Regions from separate parts of the Muntiacus reevesi genome. Here region 2 is linked to region 1. The links are chromatin contacts, called in public Hi-C maps. All regions are on one chromosome and are shown on one strand. The core of a region is the stretch at or near the end of the contact, and the rest is flanking DNA. Distances in the headings are between cores, read along the strand shown. Region 1 holds the start of CFAP91 (cilia and flagella associated protein 91). Region 2 holds the start of GSK3B (glycogen synthase kinase 3 beta).

Evidence for each region. A called contact is a pair of places that touch in the nucleus more often than the background predicts.
Region 2: a Hi-C map of blood shows a contact between it and region 1, with 3 times the contacts expected there. The contact joins the promoter of GSK3B here to the promoter of CFAP91 in region 1. A contact is called at or near these places in 2 of 3 Hi-C or Micro-C datasets (blood and muscle).

Annotation. Positions count from the first base shown.
Region 1 is chr8:43,249,462-43,254,102 of mMunRee1.1, reverse strand. CFAP91 (cilia and flagella associated protein 91) reads right to left here and starts at 2,866. Exons shown (of 18, transcript XM_065942109.1): 1 at 2,692-2,866. The coding sequence starts at 2,815.
Region 2 is chr8:43,622,051-43,626,298 of mMunRee1.1, reverse strand. It overlaps GSK3B (glycogen synthase kinase 3 beta), which reads left to right and starts at 1,395. Exons shown (of 13, transcript XM_065943558.1): 1 at 1,395-2,488. The coding sequence starts at 2,401.

The sequences.
Region 1 (4,641 bases), core at 1,617-4,116:
ATAGAAATCTATTGCATTTCTGTACACTAACAAGGAAATATCAGAAACAATTAAGGAAACAATTTCATTTACCATTGCATTAAAAAGAATACCTAGGAATAAACCTACCTAAGAAGGCAAAAGAACTCTACTCTGAAAACTATAGGACACTAATGAAAGAAACTGAAGATGACACAAACAAATGGAAAGATATACGTGTTCCTGAAATGGAAGAATTCATATTGTTGAAATGACCATACTACCCAATGGAAACTACAGATTCAATGCAATCCCTATTACATTACCAATGGCATTTTCACAGAATTAGAACAAAATAATTTTTAATTTGGATGAAAACACAAAAGACCCTGAATAGCCAAAATAATCTTGAGAGAGAAGAATAGAGCTGGAGAAATCACACTGTCTGGCTTCAGACAATATTACAAAGCTACTATAATCAAAACTGTCTGACACTGACACAGAAATGGACATATAGATCAACCGAACAGAACAGACAGTCCAGCAGTAAACCCATACACTTATGGCCAATTAACCTAAGAAAAGTAGGTGAGAATACACAATGGAGAAAAGTCAGCCTCTTCAGTAAATGGTTCTGAGAAAAATTGGACAGCTACATGGAAAAGAATGAAATTAGAACATTCTCCAATACCATATACAAAAATAAACACAAATTGATTAAAGACCTAAATGTAAGACTGGATAAAACTTCTAGAGGAAAATATGGGCAGAAGACTGACATACATTGCAGCAAGATGTTTTTGGAACAGAAATAAACAGTATCTAATTAAGCCTAAAAGCTTTAGCACAACAAAGGAAAACATAAACAAAACAATGACCTACAAAGTGGGAAAAAATATTTCTAAATGATGCTACAACAAATGATTAGTTTCCAAAATATACCAACAGTTCATAGAGCTTAATATCAAACAAACAACCCAATTTAAAAATGGCCAGAAGACCTAAATATTTATCCAAGAAGACATACAGATGGCCCATGAAAAGATGTTTAATATCACTAATTATTAGAGAAATGCAAATCAAAACTACAGTGAGGTATCATCTCACATCATAATGGCCATTATTAACAAGCCTACAAATAATAAATGCTGGAGAGAGTGTGAATAAAAAGAAACTCTCCTACACTGTTAGTGGGAATAAAAATTGGTGCAACCACTGTTTATTCTATAGAGAGAGAAAAGAAAGGAGGAAAGAGCTCATGACAAATGATAAACCCAAGAAGTATTTAAGATATTTTGGGGACTTCCGTGGTAGCTCAGTGGTAAAGAATCTGCCGGGCAATGCAAGGGACATGAGTTCAATTCCTGGTCCAGGAAGATCCCACACGGTGTGGGACAATAATCCCGTGCACCACAACTACGGAGCCCCCAGGCCACAACGACTGAAGGCCCTGTCCCCAGAGCCCAGGCTTTGCAACGAGACACCGCTGCAATGAGAAGCCCTCACACTGCAACTAGAGGAGCCCCACTCACTGCAACTGGAGAAGGCCCTCGCGCAGCAATGAAGACCCAGCACAACCAATACATATTTTTTAAAATGATATTTTTGGAAGCTAGGAAAAATATATCGTATTTAAAAGACTTTATAATTAGCAGGGCAACAGCGTAGTTATTAATCCATCAACAAATGTAGATTCAGGGAAGTGACAAAGTATTGTAGGCACTTCAAGTGAGGCACTTGAGAGATACAAAGTATTCACATAACATTCAAAGGTAAAACAGTATATAAATGAGGTAAGATGTAGAAAAGAATGGTGTTAACTGTGAAGCATACACAAATATAAGCAATCATTACATATTCCCAACACCAGGGGATGGCTACCCTAAAGACTCCCATCCAAAAGAAACCCTGGGATTCTCAGAGGAGATACCACAAGGTTAAAAGCAGGGTAAAGAGGGGGAAAATGGAGGAAAAAATCATTCTTTACTGATTTTATTTATTGTAGTAGTAAATAAATGATTCATAACAAATTATCTAGCACCCAACATATGTACCAGCACTGGAAAAGGTGCTGAGAATGCTACAAAAATGGACAGAACAAGAACTTAAATAACTCAGGGATTTATGGTCCCATAGAAGAGACAGAACATAAATGAACAATCAGGCATTAAATAAACTGCGGCTTTACTGGCCCAAAGGACCTAGTGAACCTAGTTTACAAGCAATATTTTGACGGATAAGAATAGCTCAAATAAAAAAAGAAACCTAAAACCAAAGATGAGACAACCTGGCCCTTCCTTACCTACCCAGAATGACAAGTTTGGAGTTGCCCAGCGAATGCGAGCAGGAAGGTCATTCTGTTTGGGCATTTTATGCAGTTTGAATGAAGGAGTGTTGAGTGAATCTCCAAGTCACGCCAGGAACGGCATTCAGGACAATTGCTTAGGGCTGTGCAAACTGTCAGGGTAAAGAAGAATCAGGTGTCCCTGCTCACTGCTCTGAGATGCAGCGCGCACCTGAGGCTTCCGAGACCGCCTCTTCCCCGCAGCCCGCCTAAGAGCCACCGCCTGCAGGGCTTGGAGCTGCCCCTACCCAACAAAAGACAACCCGGGCTAGAGATCCCTCCTGAGGCTTGTCTTTCGTCCGCCGCCTTCCCGGCCAGGTCCCACAGTCTCGACGCCCACCTGGCCCAGGTGTCGACAACTCAGCAGAGAAGTCTGGAGCGGCCCTTACCGTATAAGAAATCATAAGTTCGACCGGCAGAGACGTTGCCCCAGGCCCGCGACTTCCCTCCGAACCGGGTTTGAGACACCTGAGGCTTGGCCTGGGGTTCTTCGATAGTCACTACGTGACTCATGGTGCCGGCTCTTCCCTGCCGCCAGCCAGGTCCAACTAGGGAAACCTAGCTTCTCCGTGCACCGTTGCTATGGTAACCCCCGCAAGGACCAGAGAGCAAGCGCCAGGCGAGGATAGGTCGCTAGTCTAGGAGAGAGAGGCGGGACTAGCGTGAGAGAGGCGGAGTCAAGTGACGACAGGAAGGGGCGGGGCGAGGAGCAGAAGCGGAAGGACGGGGAAGTGCGCAGAGGGGCGGAGCGTGAGGCGGGGGAAGAGGAGGGAAGAAAGGAGAAAGGGAGGGGCTGGCCTAGGGAGGGGAGGGCAAGGGGAGAAGGGCGGGGCGGGGGTAGAGAAGGACGAGGGGCTCGGGGGAGAGAAAGGCGAGGAAGGGGAGAGAAGGGCGGGGTGGAGAGGGACTGCGTCACTTCCCACTTGGGCTCCGGTGATAAAGTCACGAGCATTTAGCGGTCCACCCACGGTCAACGCCAGGGGGCGCTGACTGGGGGAAAGGTTGCTGCTGAAATCCTTGCAGCCATTTGCCAGTCACAATCTGTAGCCTCTTTCGGAAATCCCTGGAAATCTTAGAGCCTTATAGAATAGTTGGGGACTTCATTTCGGACATCCCCTTTCCGCGCGGCTTGTTCGAACTGAAGAATCTAGCTCCATGAACGTCAGCCTTTGGCACATTATGAGCTCTGGTCCTGGATATCAACATTTGTGGTGGATTGGGTAATTAGTAAATGTTCGTGCGCATTCTGCTATCCCTTTCTGTGTCTGTTAGCCGCTCAGTCGTGTTCAACTCTTTGCAATCCCATGACCTGTGGCCCTCCAGGCTCATCTCTCCATGGGATTTTCCAGGCAGGAATACTGGAGTGGGTTGCCATTCCCTTCTCCAGGGGATCTTCTCCACCCAGAAATGGAACCTCGGTCTCCTGCATTGCAGGCAGATTCTGCATTTCAAATTGATAGGGATTTTTTCACTTTAGTTATCAAATTTCAGAGAAATTGGTGCTGCCCTAGCAACCACCAGTGTTAACCAAAAAGATTTTGTTTGCTTAGTATCACTGAATTAGTGCATTTTACATATCAGATTCTTTTAGTCTGTTATGATCATTATACTTTGTGATGTTTGAATTATCCCATTTGGCTAGTGACACACATTAGAGTTAGCTTCTTGTCTTTTTCATGTAATACATAGGCACTTCAGCAAGCCTCCTGCCTTCTATTTTTTTTTCACACATATTCTTGGTTTTATTTTACTCTACCTCTGAACTTCTTGGGTTTTTTGCCAATCAGCCATGTATTTTGCCAGTTCCAAGTCTTTGCTCAAACTGATTGCTTTGCCTAAAATGCCTTTTGCTATTTATACCCCTCAACTAATTTAGGTATCCTTCAAGACTTAGTGCTAATTTTGCCACCTTTATGTAGTCTCCCAAGTTCCGCAAGTAGAACCAGACTTCTTTATTCCAGTGCTATTATGTAGCACCAGTGGCATTGACCACTTTGTATTAGTAATTGTTTGTAACTTTGCTCCTGGCAACTGTAAGTTCATTGAGGGCACAGGCCTTCACATGGTCATTTTGTATCTCTGAAGTACCTAGTTCAGTTCAGTCCTCAGCCATATCTGACTCTTTGTGACCCCATGAACCGCAGCACACCAGGCCTCCCTGTCCATCACCAACTCCCGGAGTCCACCCAAACCCATGTCCGTTGAGTTGGTGATGCCATCCAGCCATCTCATCCTCTGTCATCCACTTCTCCTCTTGCCCTCAATATTTCCCAGCATCAAGGTCTTTTCAAATGAGTCAACTCTTCGAATCAGGTGACCAAAGTATTGGAGCTTCAGCT
Region 2 (4,248 bases), core at 146-2,645, 370 kb before region 1:
TGCCTCAGAGGCTTCGGGATATCCGGCTTGACTGCACTTCCCCTCACCTGCTTTCGGGGGCCGTTCTGCGCCGACCGGTCGCACCCTAGAAGGGCGCTCAGCCAGCATGAGCTCATTTCTCAGGGGCCTTTCTGGAAGGCCGGGCTTGGCAGCGCGCACGAGGCGCAGTCGCCCTCACTCTTATCAATGGCCTCCGCGACTGGGCGGGGCGCGGTCGCCCAGGGGCCCTGCTCTCTAGCAGCTTTGTTCTCAGTTGAATATCCGAAAATTCGCACTCAGCCTGAGAGGCGCCCTGGATCTGTCTGGCCCTTTCGGGGAAGACGCCCGTGCTCGGGATGCGCTCTCGCGGGCGGAGGGGAGCCCCGGGCGCACAGAATTAGCCCCGCCCCGCCGAGAGCCTCCAGTGGGTGGGGAGAGCCCCTCAACCCTCAGTTTGTTGGAGCGAGGAACCCAGCGCCACCGACCACAGCAGTTTCGCACCGGCTCGCGCTCCCTATATGCGGTTTCCACACTAGCTGCGAGTGGCCGCAGGCGAGCCCGTCAGACCTTCCGCCACGACCCCAGTCGCGCTTCTCCTCGCTCCTTAGGACTGCCGCCGGAGGCCGAAGGCCAATCACACTACCGCTAGGTCTTGCGATTAGACAGCAGCGGGTGCAGATTGGCTACTGCTACGAGTTTCGGCCTCCCTCCTTTTCCCTTTTGCCCCCATTCCAGCTCCTGAGCTTCAGACCAATGAGAAGGCGCTTTATAGACGCCCTCCCTTCGCTCTCTACTTCTCCCCACCTCGACGAGGGAGGAGACGTCCTGACTGGCCAGACTGTCCTCGGAAGCCCCATTCCCTTCACCAATCACCGAGGGAGCTGCACTCCCAGCGGAGTTTCGGCCAATTACAAAGCGGCCACGGCGCCCAGCCGTGCGGTTTCGCCAGCGACTCCGGGCTTCACCGTCCTTAACTCTTCAAGCTTTTTCCTGAGGGCCAGCGACTCTGATTGGTCACTGTTGTCTTTGCCTAATTTCTCCTCCAGCCAGCCACAGAACAAGGCGAACCCACCTTTTCCTCGGTCGGCTATCTTCGGCATTTTCCGTCCTTGGGCGTGAATTTCCAGCGACACTTCCTGATTGGCTCTTCAGGTCAATCGGCTTTTTCCGGGAGGATCCGCAAACAAACGACATCCGTGATTGGTTCCGCTCGGGTTTCGGCTCCCCTGTCGAAGGGGGCGGACGCCCTGCTCGGCCGGCGATTCCCAGACGCCTCTTACGCGGGCGGCCGGGCGCTGGGCGGTGTAAGGCTGGGTGGGGGAGGAAGGAGGCGGAGGACAAGTAGGAGGGGGGAGGGGGTGTGGGGAAGAGCTAGGCGGCTGCGCAGACGGCACTCCTCACAGAGAGCAGCCCCCGACCCGGGCGAATGCGGGCTCGTGCTGCTGCTGCTGCTGCTGCCTCCGCCGCCGCCGCCCGGGCCGAGTGACAAAGGAAGGAAGGAAGGAAGCGAGGAGGAGCCGACCCCGCAGCCGCTGACAGGGCTCCGGGCTGGGGGCAAAGCGCGGACACTTCCTGAGCGGGACTGTGCAGAAGCGAGGGGCGGGAGAGCGGCCGCGCTGGTGCCTTGGACGGGGGAGGGGGCCCCGAGGGACGGAAGCGGTTGCCGGGTTCCCATGTCCCCGGCGTATGGGGAGCAGTCGAGGAGCCGCTGCCTGGGGTCTGAAGGGAGCTGCCTCCGCCGCCGCCATGGCCGCTGGATCCAGCCGCCGCCTGCAGCTGCTCCTGGCGCAATGAGGGGAAGAGCCGCCGCCGCCGCCACCGCCCGACTCTGACTGACTCGCTACTCCGCCGCCTTCCAGTTCGCCGGGCCCCCGCCGTCAGCCCGCCGGATCCTTGCCGCTGCCGGAGCCGCAGCGTTTCCCGACGCATCTCCGAGCCACCCCTCCCTCTCCCTCCCTCCTTCCCATCCCCCCCTTCTTTTCAAGCGTGAGACTCGTGATCCTTCCGCCGCTTCCCTTCTTCATTGACTCGGAAAAAAAATCCCCGAGGAAAATATAATATTCAGAGTACTTATTTTCAATCCAGTATTTGTCCCCGTCTCACGTGATGTATATTTTTTAGGACCTCCCATCCATTTCTGCTCTCCAAGGAAAGGGAGAGGAAAGAATTGTATTTTTCCCCCCAGCTCCGGATCGCCTATATGTTAAATATCCGTACTGATCTGTCTTCAAGGAGAAATACATCGCTCGCTTTTCTAAATAGCTGTACAAAAGAAGTGAAAAGGCAAGAGGACGAAGTCTTTTTCTTTTTCTTGTGGGAGAACTTAATGCTGCATTTATCATTAACCTAACACCCCAACATAAAACAAAAGGAAGAAAAGGAGAAAGGAAGGAAAAAAGGTGATTCGGAAAAAGAGTGATCATGTCAGGGCGGCCCAGAACCACCTCCTTTGCGGAGAGCTGCAAGCCAGTGCAGCAGCCTTCAGCTTTTGGCAGCATGAAAGTTAGCAGTGAGTATTGATTTTATTTTACACCCCTTCTCCACCTCCCCTTTGAATAAGAGACTTTGAAATACCAGGATCTTAAAATACAAGACCTGCTGATAAAACAGAGGCAATGTGAAAGGGCAAAAACCTGTCTTCAGTGAAGGATGAGGCAGCTTCCTTTTTTCCTCCTGCGATATCCCTTCCCAGGTCTCATTAACCTTGAATCGAGGGAATGTGATTTTTATTTGGATGATTTTGTCTGAAACTTAGTTCTTTTCTTATAGTTTTCTAGCAATTGATAGCTTTATTAAGTGGTTGAGTGTTTCCACCTTAAAATAGTGATGGAAGTGTTTACTTGCTCATCCTTTTGAATAAAGCGAAGGACAAGATTCCTAAACCATTATGTGCTTTTCCAGAGTGTGTCTTTTGGAATGAGGGATAGTATAGTTAGCTCAGGTCTCGAGGGTTACCATAGTTTTGTATACTTAATGGAAGAGGTAAATGTCACCTTCTCCTAACACTTCTTTCTTGCTTGTGTGACTATACAAAGTATTTGTTCTTAATCCAGAGATGAACTTGGTAAGTAACCACATTTCGGTTTGAAGGCGAGCTTTGATTCGTCTCTTTAGAAGGGACCGGTGCCGCTGATAGAGAGCAGCAGTAGTATCTCAATATGCATTGTTCTAAATTGGATACGTGGTTTAATATGTTATCTCTTAGCCTTCCCGTTTTGACATTGCCAGTCTATCACTATAGAGTTAATGTTTAATCAAAAGGTAACTTGAAAGTAGGCCCGAGTTTTGAATGGGGCTTATGTTGTCAAGTTGCCAAATAGTAAGTTGAATGTTAATTGTCACTGACTCATCATTGAAGTTCAGTTTTGGGGTGCCATTGCTTTCAGTACTTGCTAAATGATCTAGAGTTCAGGGGTTCCTTCTTAGGACTACTTACAATAGTCTTGCATTGGTTTCCTTTCGAAGTCAGATAAGACTATGAAGTCAGAAGAATATGGATTTAGACTTTTCCATCTCAGGTTTTGCAGAAGGTTGTGGTCCCAGATTTAATAGGGGTGTTTGGGCTTTGTTCAAGGTTGTTGCTAGACGTCTATACTCTTCCCAGATTTGTGCTCAAAAAGTGTATTTTCAGTGTTTGGTATACTCATTATCCAGTGTTTTAATGTATCTCTACTTATGGATATGTTTATGTGATGTTTAATGACAGCTTATTTAAACATACTTAAAGAATTTGACAAAAATATCTGTGTTATAGTTTCCTTATTCCTTCAGAAAGGGGCATGGATGAGGGCAAAGAAAAACTGTTTTGCTGCTTAGAAGAAGGAGAGAATTGAATTGAGATAAAAAAAAAGTATATGCTGTTATGTGAAACTGATTATAAAATGAACACTCTTATTTGAACTCAGGATTTCAATTCATGATGGCTTTTGGAACTTGTCTGAAACAGGGTAGTCTAAGGTAATAGCTGAATGGGAGATTATTTTTGAGAGTTAAATTTTTTTTTGGTGACTAGCTAGTTCAGAATGCAGAGTATGTGAAGAGGGAAGCTGATGATGCATCTTTCAGGGAATGGTCAAGCTTTCTAAGCAATTCATGGGGTCATTTGAGAGGAATATTTTAAAATTCTGGGGTAATTTTCAGCTATGATGAAGCAAATCTTATAATAGCTCCTTAAGAGCCTCTTGTGGTACTGGAGTGTTAGGATGTTTTTCATCTTGGTTTAAAGACCACTCGAAATCAATTTTGGGTAATTAGTTTATTCAGAGAGCA